2 separate regions of the Sus scrofa genome follow, and region 2 is linked to region 1. A link is a contact called in public Hi-C data. All regions are on one chromosome and are shown on one strand. The core of a region is the stretch at or near the end of the contact, and the rest is flanking DNA. Distances in the headings are between cores, read along the strand shown. Region 1 has its middle 87 kb from the start of GPCPD1. Region 2 holds the start of LRRN4 (leucine-rich repeat neuronal protein 4).

Region 1 (7,451 bases), core at 952-3,451:
ACCAGAAAGACTTCAACTTACTGAGTTTATCCAGATCTTCAAGAAACCATCTAATCCAGGTCGCTCCTCTGATGTTTGCAGAACAGAGCCTCAGTTGGAAACAATGCAGGGAGCAACTTGGTACTTTTCTCTTTTTCTTCTGGTTTATTCTATATTGATATTAGTTTAAGTGCTTCTTTGGTGGTGAATTCTGCACTAGTTAAACTCTGAAAATTGAAGCCTTGAGGCTTTCATAGGATATAACTGCTGACTTACTGTGGTGAGATAATATAAATACTGCTCTAAAATCTAATGACTGTGATCATTTTTCACGTAGTATAATTTTCATTATTTTGGAGGGGTGTTTATTTATTTATTTATTTTTATTTCCCTATATATATTTTTTTTTCCTACTGTACAGCATGGTGACCCAGTTACACACACATGTATACATTAATTTCCATTATTTTGAAAGGCTGGCCATAAGTTGGGATCTTGGAAGAACAGCTCTTTTCTTGGAGATCTTAGTTTTCATCATTAAGTTTTTCTTCTTCATATTTCTTTCCCTTTATACTTGTTTATACAGCCTCTCTTCATTTCTCCCTTGTTGTTGACACTAACGTCAGCCATAAGTGAGACCTTGGGATTCATTGCTTGACAAGTAAATGATTGTTGTTTACCTGCTTGTATCATTACGTTAGAGGTGTTTGCACAAATATCTCATTTAATGCATATTATGTCTTGGTAAAGTAGATAGGACAGGCTTCATGCCCATTTTACAGATGTAGAAGACAAATCCCCATAGACTTGAGGCACTGTGGGGGTTGCTTAGATGCAGCTGGCCCCTCCACCCCCACAGTATGTCTCCCTCCTTTAGGATTATCCTGCCTGGATTACTATGGCCTGGAAAACCTGAGACACTTTATGAACACATGCCTTCATCTACAAAAAGTCATGCTAGGGGAAAAACTACCCTAGACCAAGATCTGCACTGGGTTGCTGGTGAGCTCTCTGTTACTTTAAAAATTACTCAAAGTCATTTTTCCTTTTTAATTCAAAGGAAGGGTCACACTAGAGAGGATTGCAGAAAACCATTTAAGAACCAACCAGAGTTATTGGAACTGACATCTTGCTATAGATGTCAGTTTCTTATGAGATAAAATGTTCAGAAACACCTTGTTCTCCCTCTCCTTACCCTTCTTTGTCTCTCTCCCCAGGCTGCCCCCAGCCCCAGTGGTGCCTCATTCTGTTGTCTGTCCCTCTACCATTATACACAAGAATGAGTCAGACACACTTTGCACAAAACACATCATCTTGTGTTTTGGAAGAATTTGCGCAACTAGTTTCCTCCTGCACATACCTATTTTAGGCTCACTTTTTTTTTTTTGCCTTTTCGAGGGCCACTTCCCACGGCATATGGAGGTTCCCAGGCTAGGGGTCCAATCGGAGCTGTAGCCACAGGCCTACGCCAGAGCCACAGCAACGCGGGATCGGAGCCGCGTCTGCAACCTGCACCACAGCTCATGGCAACGACGGATCCTTAACCCGCTGAGCAAGGCCACGGATTGAACCCGCAACCTCATGGTTCCTAGTCGGATTCATTAACCACTGCGCCACGACAGGAACTCCTAGGCTCACTTCTAAAGCCAGGGCTGGTTCTGCTTTCCTGGATCTTTCACTGCCCTGGTGGAATGGGTTATCTCAGGAAGAATATGGAGAGCGCCCAGGATATCAGCAGTCCCTACTGCAGGAAGTGCTGGTTTCCACAACCGTCCCGCCCCGAGAGAGGCAGAAACGAGGGCGTGCAGCTTCCTTGTGAACTAAACAGCACAGGCCACCGCCCTGGAGGGTTGGAAGAAGCCAACATCATCCCAGCACAGGCTGGAACAGGAGCCAAGCCATTTTATAGAGTGAACCTGGCCAAGAGTACAGAATGATCTCCTTCATGTCACACTTCCGGAGGTCAGTAAAGCAGGGACCAGCTCAGGGCTCAAGGCACCTTTGCACTAACCAAATTGCCTTTTACCAGTCTTACTCGTTATCCAGCAAACAATGGGTCATCAATTTGGTGATTTTGTTGCCTCTGCTCCACCGGGGGAAATGTCACCAAACTAAATACCTGTGTCCTGAGACCCAGGCAAGCTGCACGGGGCTTAGGTGTCCCTACCTCTGGGGGACAGCCCAGGGTTTGGGAGAAGTCAAAAGGACTGAAGCGCGGCCTCAAGATTTTGCACAGAGCGCCCTCTCGTGGCCAACTGGATAGAAACCATTTTTACTCCCTGTCTGAAACGCAAAGTCTTTGTGGCCAAAGTATTTTTTCGTTGCTTCTCTTGGGACTTTGCTCCTCCCTCATTAAGGCGCTCTCCTGCCTATTCTGTGCAAGACAAATTTACTTCTTACTACATCCCTGGACTAGTCGACTCCCTGACGATAATGCCTTTGCCTGTCAGTCGTACGGTGATTGGAGCTAAGGGAACTCAAAAAAAAGGCATTGCTGAAGCCGCTCAGGAACCGGCTCGCTGACCATATTTCGGAGCAAGTGGGGCCGAGCCGCAGGGGAGCCGGCGAGGGGTTGGGGGATGCAGAGCAAGGAGGAACGAGGGTCAGCTACAGAGACCCAGGAAGACTTTCTGGAATGCCAAGGTCGGAGTTTCCCGGGAGAAACTGGATTTCGGGCGAGGGGGAGGAGTCAGGGTCGCCGTGGGCGGGGAGGAGAGGGCGTGGCTAACTCATCCCTCCTGGTTTCCCCTTCTCGCGGCCCTGCTCTTTCCCTCAGTCCTCACTGGCACAGTTCCAAGAACTCTGCAAGTCACGGCAACACCAGTGTCCACTTTCCAGGAGAAGGTTGGGCCGGTCCCTAGGCCTCTTCAGACCGACCTCCCCTCCTTCCCCCTCGGCGTCTCCTGTGGTCCTTCTCGCTGCCCACGCCTCCCTTCTCCACTCTGCCTCTGAGCAGCGGGATTCCTGAAGCCAGCACTGGCCCGGGCACAGACTGGACACTGTGTGGATCAAGGCGGGGGAAAACGGTTCTTCAACAGGAGCTGAAGGAACGTAGAAAGATCTAAGGCAGACTGACGGAAAAGTCCTGGAAGGGAGACAGAAAAGGGCCTTTACTTTGCATCAAACAGAAGCTGCAGACAGGGTCACTCTTGGAGAGTCAGAAGGCGTGAGGAGTTCCCGCAGGGGCCATGCTGTCGAGTTGAAGCTGAAGAAAGAGGGGGCTGGAACTCCTGTGGAGGTGACAATAGCACCTGGCAAGCAGGATGGTGGGGAGAAGCTGGGAGTAAAGGACAGGAGGACTTGGGGGCAGTTTAAAGGAGGGCACTTGGCTTATTTTGCCTGGATTGGAGGGCTAGAGTGTATTTGTCTTTTTTTTTTTTTTTTTTTTTTAATGTCTTTTCAGGGCTGCACCTGTGGCATATGGAAGTTCCCAGGCTAGGGGCTGAATCGAAGCTTCAGCTGCCGGCTTAGCCACAGCCACAGCAATGCCAGACTCCAGCTGTGTCTGCAAACTATACCACAGCTCATGGCACCACCGTATCCCCGACCCACTGAGCAAGGCCAGGGATCAAACCCGCATCCTCATGGATACTAGTCGGATTCGTCTCCACTGCACCAAAGAGGAACTCTTATTTGTCTTTTATGAGACCTATAGATGGTCTTTCTAAGGCACAAGGGTGCCGTTGAGGGTTGGGGAGCCAGAGAGTGATGGTATATTGGCGAAGATTCTATAGGCAGGAGTTTCCTTTCCACACTGGTTTCTGTGACAAGACACCAGCTCTCACTGTGGTTCCTGCACGTGCCTCGTGTCCTGCCTGGGCACCATGCCTTGTGGATGGGCTGGCTGCCCCTCATGCCTTTAGGGTCTGCCTGCAGTTTTTAGAGCTCCTGCTCCCTCAGGTGAGTGAGGAAGAGGCCACGAGCATCACTCAGAGAGAATGCACTTGAGGCCAACTGGGTGCCTGAGAGAAGAAGACCAGCAACGGGACACAGATGTGCGTCCCAGGTTGCTTGGGCTTCACCTGAATCTTCTACCTGCCAGCTGAAGGGCCTGTAAGCAAGCTCTGTGTCCTCTCAGTTTCGGGGAGCCTCTGACCACCATGCCACCCTCTCCCTGTCATCCATGCAGCCTGTCCTTTCTACTGGTTTCCAGATTTGAATGCATAGTTTGATGGGGAGGTGGCATTCTCTAAGAACTCCCCTGTGGGCTGATTACAGTTATTTTCAAAACCTAAAAACAATGCTAACAATAATACCATCTATTGAGTACTTATTACATACAAGGCACTTGAATAAGCCCTTTAGATACACGAGCTATTTTAATCCTTAAAATTAACCTATGATAGGTGTTAGGATGCGTACTTGCGGATGAGGAGGCTACTAAAGGTGAAGTGACTTGTCCCAGAAAGTCCCCAAATTTGGGATTTAAACCCTCTGTGCCAGAACCCAAGTCCTCAATCTCTGTGGCAGTGATTCGTAAGGGTCATCCACAGACTGCCTGCGGTAAAACAGGTTCCCGTAGACCATGATGGAAGATAATATAAGAAAAGGAATGTGTGTATATGTATGACTGGGTCACTTTGCTGTAAAGCAGAAATTGGTACGACACTGTAAATCAACTCTTTCTTTCTTCCTTCCTTCCTTTCCTTCCCTCCCTCCCTCCTTCCTTCCTTCCTTTCTTTCTTTCTCACTCCCTCCTTCTTTCTTTCCTTCTTTTTGCTTTTTAGGGCTGCACTTGCTGCATATGGAAGTTCCCAGGCCAGGGGTCGAATTGGAGCTCAGTTGCTGTCCTACACCACAGCTGCAGCAACACAGGATCCGATCCACGTCCGCAACCTACATCACAGCTCAGGGCAACACTGGATCCCTGACCCACGGAGCAAGGCCAGGGATTGAACCCGCATCCTCATGGATACTAGTCGGATTCGTTTCCACTGCACCACAATGGGATCTCCCAATCAACTATACATTAATAAGAATATATAAAACAGAATAATATACATCCAGAAAAGTTCATGAGTGTGTAGCAAGGTGAATTTTCACAAAGAAAATACAAGAGTTTCACCAGCAACTAGAGGAAGGAATCAAACATCAACCTGCAGGTTAAAAAAAAAAAAAAAAAGCAAGTTCCCAGCCCCCAACCCAGCCCAAACTGACTGAATCCCCTCTAGCATGGGGGGACTACACCCCTACCCTCTGGCATGGGGATTCGCTGCAGAGGTGGGGCAGATATTTCCCAAAGATGGCCATATCTATATGTTTATTCCAGGCCACCTGCTTTTCTTGTGATGTGACTGACCCTCTTCTCTCAAGAGATGGAGGATAGATTCCCTCCCCCAGAACCTGGATGAGGTCTTGTGCTTTCTCCACGCCATTAAGTGCAGTGGACATGATGCTATGTGACTTCCAAGGCTAGCTCATCAAGAGGATATAGTTTCCGCCTGGTGCTTTCTGGTGCTCTCTTTGTACTCACCTTTGAAACCCAGCTGCTATGTTTGAGGAAGCCCAGACTCCGTAGAGAGGCCCTGTGTACATGTTCCCACTAAGAGCCCCAGCTAAGGTGTCAGCCAGAAGCAACCACCAGGCATATGAATAAATGAGTCTTTGGCTGATGCTCGCCCCCAACCTTCAAGCCTTTTGGCTGAGGCCTCAGATATTGTGGCACAGATGCAAACTGCCCCCAGATTTGGCTTCCTGACCCAAGAACTGTGAGAGGTAGTGCATGGCCAGTTGTTTTAAACCACAAAGTTTGAGATAAATTGTTACAAAGCATGCAATAGCTAGTATAGCACCCAAGTTTGAGAGCTCTGTTCTGGGTTTCACAGTTTCTCAAAGCTTGCAGGGCGCTTGGACAATAACCCACTATGGCCTGCAACCCTCCACGCTTTGTGCAGACTGAACTCTCTACATGTCCAGCTGCCACCTACAAGCATCCACTGACTCTCCTCCTGCTGCAGCCTGGGTTCACATCTCCCTGGATACATAAACAATGCCACAGCTGTAGCAAGATCAGAAAGAACTGAGGGCCAAGTTCAACTCCAGATTGAATTCAGGTGGAAATCAATGGAGAGGTCAGCTCCATTTATCTCAAGTATTTGAGGTGGGGTGGGGAGCTTGGAGAAAACTGGAGTTGAATGGCTTTGGTAAGGAAAACCAGTTTCTCTCTTCCAAGGGATTTATTTGTTCAGGGAGTAAGTCGCAATTGTTTATAGTTGTCATTTCGTTTCTGTGCAAAAAGAGAGGCAGAATATAGCAGAGTCTTTGAAGCCAAGAGTCTTGAATCTCACCTTGGCTCTAATTCTCCCAGTTGGGTCAGCTTGGGAGAATCACTTCACCTCCCTAAGACTCAGTTTCCTCATCTATTAAATGGGTATACCACTCCCTAGGGTGATTGTGAAGACAGAGCAAAATGATTTCTTCTAACTCCTTAATACAGAACCTCAGCAAGTGAGAGCAATTATTAATAAAATAGATGTGCCCAAACTATTTGAAACACCTAAAATCTATTTGGATTAATTACTGAAATCCACAAGGCCTGATCAAAACTAATTGATTGCTCAGCATACCAATTACAGGCCATCAGCAGGAAAGAAATGCAGTTCCCTAAATTTCAGCATGCATAGGGTGTATTTTTTTCCCTTCCATAGACTGAATAGTATAAACAGTATAATTTATTTCTCACAGTTCCAGAAGCTGGAATAGCTAAGATCAAGGTTCAGTAGGATTCTGTTTCTGGTGAAGAGAATTCCCGACTAGAAGACAGTCACCTTCTCATTGTATACTCGTGGGATGGAGACAGAGGGGGAGAGGAAGATGTCTCTTCTTATAAGGACACTAACCCCACCATGAGGGCTCCCCACTCCTGACTTCATCTAAACCCAATCCCCTCCCAAAGGCTCCATCTCCAAATGCCGTCACATGAGGGTCAGAGCTTCACCGTGTGAATCTTGGGATGGGATGGAGGTGGGGGAACATAATTCATCCTAACCCTTGACATTCCTAAGGGCAGCATCCCTCTAAGGTGCCTCTGGGCCACCTTGACCTTCTGGGAACAAAATGGAATTTGGTGAGTTTTTATTCTGGCATCTTCTCAACTTCTTGATGGGTCTCCTTGAAGAGGTGGCTGCTGACTTCTTTGAGGTCTAGGATGCTCATTGTAGAGAGGTAGATAATTCCAATGGACATTCTCCTCAGAGTTCCTGTCATGGCTCAGTGGTAATGAACCCAACTAGTATCCATGAGGATGCAGGTTCGATCCCTGGCCTCGCTCAGTGGGTTAAGGATCTGGCGTTGCCATGAGCTGTGGTGTATGTTGCAGATGTGGCTCGGATCCTGCATTGCTGTGGCTGTGGTATAGGATGGCAGCTATAGCTCTGATTGCATCCCTAACCTGGGAACCTCCATATGCTGCAGGTGCAACTCTAAAAAGACCAAAAAAAGAACCCAGTGCATATTCTCCTCATACAAGGGAG
Region 2 (6,635 bases), core at 2,461-4,960, 520 kb after region 1:
TACAGACAGGATTGAGCACAGGCAGTTCGGTTCCATATCTGATAACCTTAAACAATGCTGCATCAGCCTGAAACTCAAAGGAGGAGCCCGAGCCAGAGGTGCTGTCTTTTTCACCCGCATCATCTCCAGTTCACCATCGTTACCTCCATCATCACAGTCACCGTTACCACCATCACCGTCATATCCTGTCCCCTCCATCGCAGCCACTGTCATCTTCACTTATGTTATAGAGGGCATACAATGTGCCAGGCATTGAGCTAAAGGCTTTGCGCATTCTATCTCCTTTCCCCTCATGAGAAGCCCCAGAGTGAAGAAAACTGGAGCTAGCAGATACAAAAGTAGAAGTGGCTACAAAGAGAGTGATGGTGAGGCCTCAGAGCTTGCTTCCCCAGGCCCAGCTGGGGGCTGCTAGGAAATGAGGTCGCCTGAAATCATCTTCAAAGGGACACTGCTCTTCCTGCTGGAAGCCAGGACAGTAGTTGCTCTTGAGAAGGAGGGTGGATGGAGTTTCCATTGTGGCCCAGCGGAAACGAATCCGACCAGTGTCCACGAGGATGCGGGTTTGCTCCCTGGCCTTGCTCAGCGGGTCGGGGATCCGGTGTGGCCCTGAGCTGTGGTGTAGATCGCAGATGTGGCTCAGATCCTGCACTGCTGTGGCTGTGGTGCAAGCAGGATCTGCTCAAGGCCTGGAAGGGGTGGCTTTCATAAACACATGGGGAAGCAGGTGGATGGAGTAATAGAGACCATCCTGATGCCCTTATCCCCTCTTCCCACTGCGAGCTTTTCATCCTGGGCTTAAAGGAAAATTTGTCTGCATGAGAGTTTTGAGTTTCGCTTCTGTTTTTTAGGGCTGCACCTGCAGCATAGAGACATTCCCAGGCTATAGATCTACCTGGAGCTGCAGCTGCCAGGCTAGACCACAGCCACAGCCACACCAGATCCATTGCCACATCTGTGACTTGCAGCAATGCTGGATCTTTAACTCACTGAGCGAGGCCAGGGATTGAACCCAAATCTTCACGAACACTATGAGGCAGGTTCTTAACCTTCTGAGCCACAATGAGAACTCCTGGAATTTTTCTTTTTCTTTTTTGGCTGCACCAACAGCATATGGAAGTTCCTGGGCCAGGGATTGAATCCAAGTCACAACTGTGGCAACGCCAGACCCTCAAGCCACTTCAACAGGCTGGGGATCCAAATGGCATCACAACAGAGACAAGCCATATCCTTAAGCCACTGTGCCACAGTGGGAACTCGGAGAGTCTGGAGTTCTAATGTGGCTCTGGGCAGGACTGAGTTGCCTGGTTTTTATGCTGGATGGACTCTCTGGGACATGCCCATATTACCACCAAAAGGATGAGGAAGAACAAGACCCTGGCGAGGACTCAAAGGAGCAGAGGGAGGACAAGTAAGGTCTAGTCTGCTCTATTAAATAGTTACACCTCTTTAACTCATTACAATGGGCAAAAGTCAGTCATCTGATTCAGGAAAACTTACTTTTGGAATAGAAGGACCTGTAGGTGAGGCGTGTCTTGAAAGATGTGTGTATGGACAGAGGTAAGTGCTGGTGAATCTTGACCGTCCAGCTCCTGCAGCTCAGGGGTCATCTTGAAAATATCCCCCTCCAAGTTCCTCAGCCTGGACATCTTCCTCAGGTAGAGGGACCTGAGCCTGGGCAGGTCTCTGATCCATCCTGCCTGAACTGAAACACAGAGGAGAAGCTGTCCACTACCCAGAAGGAGGCTGGCTTGGCATTAAGGAAAAGAGGAGAGTAACAAGGTGACTGGTGAAGGTCACTGAGGAGCATGGGCAGAGTGGGCAGCTTTGGGAATCTCTGATGTGTGGGCCATGTCACCTGGAAGGGTCCTCAGAAACAACCGGTCCTTCCTTTTCCAGCCCCAGGTGGCTGAGGCTCCAGAAGAGAAAGACTGGCTAAAGGCCACACAGTGGTCAGGGTCAGGGCCAGCACTTGGCCCCAGGACACTCTCCAAGTCCGCTGTTGCTCCATCCTCTTGATAAACCCCACACGGAAGCACCCCAGCCTTCACTCTGCTGTCTCCCTGGAGTGGATAAATCTTGAGGGAATGCAAGGGAGAACGAGAAAAGGAGCGAGGCTAGAGGCAGCCCAGAAACCCAATTTCGTGCCTCTCCTAATAAATAGAGAACCTGAGGCTTCCCCTCTGTTTCCTGCTCTTGTTCTTTGTTCTCCTGTTGATGATGGAACAGGTGATACGGTGTGTTTTAAAAATAAAACCAACCCTGTGAATCAGAGTCAGAATATGTTAAGTACAGGAGAAGAGGCACTCTTTCCTCCCTCCTTTATCTTGTTTGAAGGATGCAACATTCACAGAAATAATTTTGGCCAACCGAGTAGAAATCAATGACTGCATCCTCAGAGCATCGAGTGCTTCACGTTAACTAAATGTTTGGTACCAAATTCATCTATCGGCCTCCGAAGTGTTGCATCCACCCCCGCCCCCACCTCCCCATTCTACAAGCATTGACCAACTCTGCTGGGGAGCAGAACAAAGCAGCTAAAAGTGTGGGCTCTGGACCCAGAACGCCAGACTTCTGATGTGGAGGCATCGCTGACGACCTGTGAGGCCGCACGCCAGCCACTCCTCTTTCTGTCCACCGGTTCCCTCCCATGCAGAACGGAGATAGTCCCCACCTCTTGGGACTCGAGGAGTGAAGCTTCCTGGGACTCAGGGAGTGAAGCTTCTTGGGACTCAGGGCCTGTAGGTGGGGAGCTTCAAACAGGGTGGTCTGGGCTTGGGGAACCTCGGAGCAGGGTGTCTTTGAGCGGTCCTGCCAGCAGGTGCCTGGGGCAGCGCCCCTGGAGAAAGTTCACGGCCCTCCCTCCCCAGGTTTCCGGGCGCCCACACTCACCGCGCGGGAGGAACGTGCCACTGAGGACCAGGACCTCGAGCGCGGCCAGGGGCGCGCCGCCTGCCCGGGTGAAGGTGGCGTCGGCGATGCCCTCTTGGTCGTCGCGGCCCAGCGCGGGGCAGGACAGGTTGAGCAGGCGCAGCTCGGGGAAGCAGGTAGAGGCCCCGGGCTGCAGCGCCCGCTGCGGGTTTCCGGCCAGCGCCAGCACGCGGAGGCTGGGCAGCTCCGGCCCGGCGCACGGCGGCAGGGCCGCCAGCAGATTGTAGCTGAGGTCGAGCGTGCGCAGGCCCGCGGGAGCGCCGGGGCCCCAGCGCGGCGCGGCGATGCGGTTGTGGAGCAGATTCAGCACCCGCAGCCGCGGCAGGTGGCCGAGCTCGGGCGCTCTCAGGGAACGCAGCAGGTTCTGGCTGCCGTCGAGGTCGCGCAGCGTGCTCGGTAGGCGGCCGGGCAGGCGCTCCAGGCTGCGGTTCGCCAGGGTCAGGGTCGTGACCCCCGCGGCGGCCGGCCCCTCGCAGTGCAAGACGGTGGCGTTGCCGGCCCCGCTCACCCAGGGGCCTTGCTCAGTGAGCTGGAAAACGACGGACTTCTGGAGAGGCTAGCAGCAGCACCACCACCACCAGAGCCCAGCACCACATGGCTAGGGAGAGAAGAGCAAGTGGGCAGCCCTCTAAATGCATCGGAAGCCCCATACGAAGGGGCAGATGTGCCCCCTACCCTCAGCTCCCAGGAGCCCAGCCCTGGATGTACCCTGAAAGGCAGGGTACGTTCCTCTGCATCACTGGATGTGCAGTGACTTGGCCCCTGCCTGCTTTCCCCCGTCATCTCTGGCACCTTCTGCCCTTCCTTCCCCAGCTTTTCCTTTCCCCGTAATTCACTCCAGGGTTACCATCCACAGGTGACCTCCTGCAGAAGGTCTCACCCTGAACCTCACAGTCACCTTCTCCCTTTGCGTGTTCCCATCCCATGAGCTTCTGAAGGGAAAGGAACAGTGGCCTTTATCTCTGAAGACGCTCCCCCAACCCCCAGGGGTGCAGATGCTGCTACATAAATGTATATTAATAACGTGCCCGAGGATGGCCTCAGTCTGGAAGAAGCTCAGCCAACATATGAACATGGGATTTGAGGAAGATTTTATTGGTTCCAGCGACACTTGGTTGCCCAATTTTTCAGCTTGGAACTGCCCAACCACAGGTGAGTCCAGCTGGCCTGTGACTCAGTTGCAGGTCATATTTTAAATTAAGTTCTGGGGAGTTTTCACTGTGGGTCAGCAGTAGTGAATTGGACTAGTATCTATGAGGACACAGGTTCAAACCTGTGGGTTAAGAATCTGCTGTGGCTGTGGCAGAGGCTGGTAGCTGCAGCAGCTGCAGCTCTAATTCGACTCCTCACTTGGGAACTTCCATATGCCTCGGGTGTGGTTCTAAAAAGATACATACATACGTTCTGAGGTCCCTTTCTTGGGAGGGCACTCAGGGTTGCCTTCAAGGAAGAAAGGAGCCCCAGGATGCTTGGGGACCTGGAGCCAAGCATGTCTTGGTTCCCATTTGATCCTGAAGTCAGCCCTGCCCAGAAGGGAGGGCTGAGGGCTGCTAGGTATGGGGGTTTTGGAGTACCCAGGATTTCACAGGGCAGCTGGAAGATCAGGTTGGGGTAGATCAGGCAGCCATGGGCTGATGTGGGAGCAGCCAAGCTACTTCCAACCAGGTTCTGGCCTTGAGGTCACTACTTGACATCCCCTTCTTTCTGCAGGTGTGTATTCCGGCTCCAGCTGTCTCTGAGGACCACTAGGTCCCTGGCTTCAGGGAAAGGGCCACCCTCTTGCTAGCTGGAAGTTAAGGCAGTGAGAAAGATCCTGGAAACTGAGGCTAGGAGTCCATGTGTTCAGCAGTATGTCACACTCACCTGAAAATGATCCTTTTGGAGGGTGGCAGCCCCAGAGGCCTGTCTGCAGTCTTCGATCTGGCCTTATAGAGTCCAGGAGCCATGGCTTAGCAGCTCAACTTTGAATTTCCGAAGGAGGCCTGTTCCTCAGATACCCCTGGCCCCAGCCACTCAGGGATCCTGAGACACCCCAGCCCCTGCAGCCCCTCCTTCCCTGCAGAGACACTGTGGTCTTCAGCCAACATCCTCACTGCTGCCTCCTCCTTCTCCTGGGCCTGAGCTGCCCCTTTCCAGGCTTGGCACCTCCCCCATCTTCACCTGGCCTTATGCCAGCCACCCTTCCGGGGCCTGAGAAATGGAAGGAGTCAGCTCTTTGGGCTGAGGTGAGTGCGAGGGCTGATGGGTGCAGTGACACAGAGGCAGCCCCATCATGTCCAGGAATCTAGTCCTGCTGCCAGGTGGTTCCCATTTCCTGGGATCATTGGAGGCTGATGGTGAGCTGGCCTGAGGAGGAAGCCCCCTGCCCTCCAAAGAGGAAGTTACCTCCGTCCATAGGAGAGATTTTTTGGAAAAAAGCAGCAAGAGTAGGGGGTCCTCAGAGGCTGTGAGAACAGGGCAGGCACAGGGCAGATCCAGGAGTCCCCAGGAAGTGTTGGTTTGGTTTCTCTGGGATCTAGTTCAGTGACAGCAGGGATGCTTATCTCTCATAAGGAGTGGGACTTGATAAAGAAGGCAGGGTGTGTGCACAGATGCTGAGACTGACTTCATCCTGTCTCCTGTCAGTCCTTATCTGAGAGGCCCTGAGGAACTCCAGGGCCTGTTTAATTGCATGATTACAAATCCTTAGAATCTCCTTTGTGGCCATCTCCACCCAAGCTCAAAAATCTCCTGTCAGCCTAAGTGTCAGCCCTTGGCCTTGCTGCTCAGAAATGTACCTTCATCAGTCCCCCGTGGGGGCGGGGAGAGGCTGTTCTCCAAGGAGACCTATAAAGAGGTCCCCAGAGAGTGACAGCATGTTCTTCTATATACCAGTGGGGCCAGGGGCCTGGATAGGCCCCTGACTGAGGAACCTGGAGGTCATTGTTTGGCATTTGTCGGAGCCTCAGGCCCTCTGAAGCAGCTTCTTGTCCCTGCTGCTAGCTCACCAATGGCCAAGCTCAGACACTGGGTCAGTCTGTTCAGGGCAGGTCCCTGCTGCCACTGGTGAGCTAGCCCAGTTGGGCCTTTGAGCTGGGGAGTCTGATGGCAGGTCCTGCATGGCAAGTGTTTGCTTAGAGGTCTCACCCACGGTGTCGGATTGGCCTTGCCCCAGTGGGTGCACTCTGCTTGTCACCAGCAGTCCCTGACCCCTTTTATTGTTTATTTATTTTGTCTTTTGTCTCTTTAGGGCTGCAACCGTGGCATATGCAGGTTCCCAGGCTAAGGGTTGAATCAAAGCTATAGCTGCCGGCCTACGCCACAACCACAGCAATGCCAGATCCGAGCCATGGCGAGATCTACAGCACAGCTCATGGCAACGCCGTCTTTAACCTACTGAGCAAGGCAGGGATCGAACCTGCATCCTCATGGCTATTAATCAGATTCGTTCCCGCTGAGCCACAAGGGCACCTCCACAACCTAATTTTAGAACATTTCCATCCCAAACTCTCATCCTTCCCCCACAACCTGGATCCTTTGGTAACCATAAGTATTTCAAAGTCTATGAATTTCTGTTCTGCAAATGAGTTCTTTGGATCCTTTTTTAAGCTTCTACATATAAGTGATATCTTACGACGTTTGTGTTTCACAGTCTGACTAACTTCACTTGGCACGATAATTTCTAGGTCCATCCATGTTGCTGCAAATGCCGTTAGTTCATTCCTTTT

What was found. A called contact is a pair of places that touch in the nucleus more often than the background predicts.
Region 2: a contact with region 1 is called in a Hi-C map of retroperitoneal adipose tissue, with 2.2 times the contacts expected there. The contact joins the promoter of LRRN4 here to the enhancer-like site in region 1. A contact is called at or near these places in 7 of 47 Hi-C or Micro-C datasets (embryonic fibroblasts, fetal heart ventricle, heart right ventricle and 3 more).

The regions. Positions count from the first base shown.
Region 1 is chr17:14,385,825-14,393,275 of Sscrofa11.1, forward strand. No RefSeq gene overlaps it. Among named protein-coding and RNA genes, the nearest start is that of GPCPD1, 87 kb to the right of the region's middle. Within about 2 kb of position 2,202, at least 23 of the 83 cell types and tissues checked have an H3K27ac peak or open chromatin away from gene starts, as enhancers often do. A contact at or near this core is called in retroperitoneal adipose tissue and subcutaneous adipose tissue, where this site is marked.
Region 2 is chr17:14,904,402-14,911,036 of Sscrofa11.1, forward strand. It overlaps LRRN4 (leucine-rich repeat neuronal protein 4), which reads right to left and starts at 3,711. Exons shown (of 7, transcript XM_003359892.3): 1 at 3,604-3,711; 2 at 2,890-3,484; 3 at 1,498-1,702. The coding sequence starts at 3,711.